Linked DNA regions of Sus scrofa: region 1 is linked to region 2. A link is a contact called in public promoter capture Hi-C data. All regions are on one chromosome and are shown on one strand. The core of a region is the stretch at or near the end of the contact, and the rest is flanking DNA. Distances in the headings are between cores, read along the strand shown.

Region 1 (2,700 bases), core at 47-2,546, 250 kb after region 2:
ATCCTTAACCCACTGAGTGAAGCCAGGGGTCGGACCTGCATCCTCATGGATACTAGTCAGGTTCGTTAACCACTGAGCCACGATGGAACTCCTGGACATTTTGTATAAGTGGAATCATACACTGTGTGGCCTTTTGTGTTTGGCTTCTTTCACTGAGCATTTTTTTTTTAATTGAGATATTTTAAAATTGATGTATAAATAACCTATTAGTTTCAGGTGTATAACTTACTGACTCCATACTTGTATATAGTGGGAAACGATTACAACCATAAGCCTAGGTAACATTCATCACCATACATAGTTATAGGATTTTTTTTTCTTGTGATGAGAATTTCTTCTTTATGGCCACACTCACAGCCTATGAAAGTTCCTGGGCCACGGATTGAATCTGAGCCACAGTAGTGACCTATGCCACAGCTGTGACAAGGCTGGATTCTTAATCCACTGTGCCAGGCCAGCGATTGAACCCATGCCTCAGCAGCAACCAGAACCACTGCAGTGTGATCTTTAACCCACTGAGCCACCAGGGAACTCCCAAGATCTACTCTGTTAGCAACTCTCAAATATGCAATACAATATTGTTATCTATAGTCATCATGCTGCCCATAACATCCCCATGGCATTTATCTTATAACTGGAAATGTGCACCCTTTGATGCCCTTCACTGCTTCAAACCCTCCACTCCAGCCACCAATCTGTTTTCCGTGTACATGAGCTTGGGTTGTACACCTGAAATTAGCACGACATTGTAAATCAACCAAAGTTCAATTTTTTAAAAAAGAAAGAAACACATACACACAAGAGAGAACTGCAAAACTTTACTTATAGACATAATAAGACATTCAAATAAAAGTTAGTGATTCAGGATTGACAGATGTAGGAAAACAGACAATCTCACACATTGCTTCAAAACTGGAAATTGGTAAACCTCTTCGGAGGACAACCTGACACTATTTATAAGCGGCTGGGGGATTTTTGGTGTTGTTTCAGGATTTTTAGATTTCACATATGGGTGAGATCACGGAACATATTTCTGAGGTTTCTTCACCAAATTTAATTTTAATGAGGCTCTAAAGAGGTAGGTAGGTTACATGAGTGGGGAAACTGAGGCCCGAAAAGAAACCAGGCATCACACAGTGGCAGAGCTGGAATTTGGAGCGGGCAGTTGGGCAGTCGTCCCGCGCCTGCTGAGTTGATGACAGCGAGGGAAACGGAGCGGGAGACTACAGCTCCCGGCGTGCGGCGCGCGGCTCCGGTGGGACTACAAGTCCCAGGCTGCCCCGTGGCGGTGGCGGCGGCGGGCGGCGGGCGCCATCTTGGTCGGCGGCGCGGATTGAATGAGCCCGCCGAGTCGCGGCCGCCGTTCTGAGCCGCGCGGACCCCGAGCCGCCGCCGCCGCCGCCGCTGCCGCTGCCATGGCCACGCCGCCGCCTGGCCGCGCGGGCGGGCCCGCTACGCCGCTGTCGCCCACGCGCCTGTCGCGGCTGCAGGAGAAGGAGGAGCTGCGCGAGCTCAATGACCGCTTGGCGCACTACATCGACCGCGTCCGCGCGCTGGAGCTGGAGAACGACCGGCTCCTCCTCAAGATCTCCGAGAAGGAGGAGGTGACCACGCGCGAGGTGGGCGCGGGCGCCTGGATCTTCGCTACGGCGGGCGGGCCTCCGAGGGTCCCACGGGGTTCGGGGACCCTCGTGCGAGAGGGGGCACTGGGGCGGGTTCTGCCCAACCGAGGTGTCCCCAGGGGTTGCGGGGGCCCCGGGCTAGGGTCGCACGTTTCGTTGGGCCCCGGCCTCTGAGGGTCTCCAGAGGGTTTGGGGGACATCTCCCATGCGAGAGGTGGAGACTGGCGCTGGCTCCGCCCACCGAGGGGTCCGGGAAGATCTCGGGGATCCCTTGAGTGAAGGTTGCATGCTGGGGCGTGCCCCTGCTTGAGGGACCCCGCGAGAGATTAAAGGGATCCTGAGTGAGGGTTGGAGGTCAGGATGGGCGCCTACAAGGGACCCCAGGGGTTTCTGGGGTACAGCACCCCCGCAAGAGCTGGAAACTAGCACCGGCCCCATCCACCGAGGGATCCCGGACGATCTGGGGATCCCCTGAGAAGGGTGCAGACTAGGGCGAATCCCGTTCTCTGATGGGTCCCTGAGGATCTGGGGAGCTTTGAGTGAGGGGTGCACACTGGAGCAGGTGTTTCACGTATTTCACGAGTGAGGAGTGCATTCTGAGGCTGACCAGTTCCTTGAAGGGGACCCAGGGGATTGTGGGTGCCCTGACAAGGGGTACACACGGGAGGAGACCTATCCTCTGAGGCATACTTGATGGGATCTCAGTGGAGGTTCCTGAATGAGGGATGCAGACTGGGCTGGTCTATTTCCTGAGGGATCCCTGGAGGAGTGGGGAGGGGGGCTGTGGGAGTGGTGGAAGTGGGGCAGGCCCCACCCACCGAAGAGTCCGAGGAGATCTAGGGGGCCCCTAAATGGTGGGATGTGAGCCAGCATAAGCTTTGCCCCTAAGGGAGTTTTGGGGAATCTTGGGATGTGTTTGGGTGTTCAAGTGTCCTAGGAGAAAACTTGGAGTTTCTTGGGGTCTCTAAGGAGACTGGGAGGCCACAGCTCTCTGAGGGGGTTCTAAGGAGGAGTGGAGGCTCTCAGGGGGTTTCCTGGGGTGACTCAGGTGCTCTCGGTTCTCTGTGGAACTTTGCAA
Region 2 (2,700 bases), core at 129-2,628:
TTTGGCTAGTTTTGCAAGTTTTTACCTTCACCTAAGGCGCTCCGTTAGTGGTCGCTTACGAAACCTCAGGCACTTATTCCATTACCAACATCCTGCTCATCTTCTAGCATCTAATGGTTAAAGGTCCTCCACATATACCAGCTGAATCCAGTTAGACAACCAAATTAAGAAGACATTTATTTAAAAAGCAGAAATGTAAGCAAGCATCATTGAGAAAGCTTCAGTAAACCGATGCAGAACTTCAAACAACAGGTGTGTTGGAACTGTGCCTTACCTGCATGTAGTATTGTCAGTTAAAAAAAAAAAACAAAAAACACCTTGAACCGTCTAAGGCACACAGAAAGAAAAACCTAAGAAAATTAAAACTGGTCCCTAAACCTACGTCTTTTATTTCTGCAAAATAAATGAAAATAACCCAGGGTGTTGAGTAAACCCAGGGTGTTGAGTACATGCATTTTAAGTTGAATAAAAATGAATTAGGAAAAAAAAAAATGAATTGGGAGAACACTCTGGCAACTTGAATGCTAATGGTGGTCATTTAATAGGGAATGTCTCATTACTGACCTTCGATTTCTTTCTCTCTTGAGCACATCCAGCGTAATCCTACGTTAGTCTTCATTTTTGCTGTTCCCTGTACCTGGAGTGTTTTCCCAGTTCTCCAAATCTACATGTGAAACAGAGGTCTTCCCTAACCAACCCAACAAATTTACCGCCCCAATCACAATCAGAACACCCCATTTTTTTCTACACAGTGCTTGCCATTAAGTAGAACTTGTTCATTTACGTATTAGTTTACCAGTTTATTGTCTGTGTACCCCAATACAAGGTAATGAAAGCAAAAGTTTTGCTGGTCTTTATAGTTTGTGTGTAATAAATACTTGTTTACTATTATGCACCTACTGTAAACAAATATCTTAGTATTCATTCTTATGGATTGAATGAATGAAATAACGAACTCGCGGATGTTTGGGTGGGTGAATATATGAATAAATACAGTGAGAGGGTAACAGTCGCCCCCACTCAAAGACCGCCTGTGATCCTCTGGGCGCCAGATACCCAAAAGCAGCAGGTGCACCACGTGGCGGACACGGTGCCACGTGACGGGCTCGGCCGACCCACAAGAGTCCACCACTGTCCCACCATGCACCGCTCCATTTCGGCCTAGAGGACAAGTTGATCCGGATTTCCGGCCTCCGTTCGGTCGCAGAGGTCAGTTGCCCTAACGACGAGCTCGTTCCCGCCTCTACATTACGTCACTTCCTCCTACTCCCGCCTTGATAATTGGTGCGCCTGCGCAGAATGAAATCCAGCGGCCACCGGCTCCTTCTGCGCAGGCTGCGGGGCTGGGGGCGGAGCGGGGCTGGGGGCGGGGCCGGGCAGTGCCGCGGTGCGCAGGCGCCGCCGTCGGTGGGTCCGGGTTCGGCTGCTTGAGAGGTGAGTCGCGGGTTCGGCGCTGAGCCGGATGTACCTGGGGTCAGTGGCTCGGGGCTCCTGGGGTTCCGGGGTGGGTAAGAGGACGTCGATCTGGGGCGGGGACGCCGCAATTGGGGGAGTGTTGTGAGTGAGCAGCGCGGAGGGAAACTGAGGGCAGGAGGTATCGGGCGGGCCTTTGCCCGCCGGGATCTCCCTCCCCTGGACCCTAGGCCCGGGAAATGCGGGTTCGCAGGTCCGTGAGTGGATAGCAGGAGGTAAAGCGCCCCGCACGTAGTAAGCGCTCGCCGAGTGGCCGCTGCTTCCCGGAAACACGGTTCTTTTAAGCCGGAGTCCCTCTGTTCCTGGGGTTCAGGTCGGGGTTCCTGTCCCAGCGCCGCCTCCACCTTGGTCAGTCTCTTGGCGTCTCGGAACCTCAGTTTCCCCTTCTGTAAAACAGGCGTTGTCACAGCCTCTGCCTAGGATTGGGGGGCTTCCCATGAGAATTAAAGTCGCAGAGACCCCAGCGCAACGTGAGAACACAGGAGGGGTCTTTTTTCACACTGAGGGCCTCTGCATGGTGTGCTGAAGTGAGACAAATCTGGGGTTGAAGACTAGGTCCTCCACCCCTGCTGGCTGTGGCCTCTTGGGCAAGTCGCTATCCGTCTCCCCCAGCCCTTTCCTTTTAGAATAGGGACTGTAGAAGTGTATGCTTCTTAGGGTCATTGTGAGGTTAAGTACACCTGGAGCATTCTTTAATCGGGTTCCTGCTACTTGTCTTCCTAGACGACAACTGGTTTTGTTAAGTGGCTGGAAGTGTGTGCGCTCTGCATCCCTGCTGAGTGATGTTCTTATTTTTTTTGGTGTTTGGTTTGCTTTTCCTCTCCCTAGACCAGTGGTTTTGTCCTTTTAGCGGACACTAGGCAATGTCTGAGGACATCTGTGGCTGTCACAACTGGGGGTGCTCCTGGCACCGAGGGGGTGGGGGCCATGTATGCTGCCCCATACCCCACAGTACCCAGGATGGGCCCACAGAGAACAGTCTGGCCCCAGATGTCCATGGTGCCAAAGCAGAATCCAACCCTAGACTAGTGATTCTTCACCAGTGTGCTTGCTGCACAGAGGCAAGGGGTGTGTGAGCCCCTGAGAAGTCACGTGCAAGGTTTTGTGTGTGTGCCCACTTTTGTGGTTGAGGAACGGGTATCTTGGAGTTCAGACTCTGAAATCAGACCATTTAGAACTGATTTGCATTTTAGCTGGGTGACCTTGGGTGGCACCCCCATCTTTAAA

The links. Promoter capture Hi-C pulls out the DNA fragments that hold promoters and counts their contacts.
Region 1: a contact with region 2 is called in a promoter capture Hi-C map of liver, with 4 times the contacts expected there. The contact joins the promoter of LMNB2 here to the promoter of SGTA in region 2. A contact is called at or near these places in 2 of 5 promoter capture datasets (fetal liver and liver) and 5 of 47 Hi-C or Micro-C datasets (embryonic fibroblasts, liver, retroperitoneal adipose tissue and 1 more).

The regions. Positions count from the first base shown.
Region 1 is chr2:76,124,636-76,127,335 of Sscrofa11.1, forward strand. It overlaps LMNB2 (lamin-B2), which reads left to right and starts at 1,297. Exons shown (of 12, transcript XM_003353991.4): 1 at 1,297-1,619. The coding sequence starts at 1,338.
Region 2 is chr2:75,877,754-75,880,453 of Sscrofa11.1, forward strand. SGTA (small glutamine rich tetratricopeptide repeat containing alpha) reads left to right here and starts at 1,379. Exons shown (of 12, transcript NM_001244392.1): 1 at 1,379-1,434.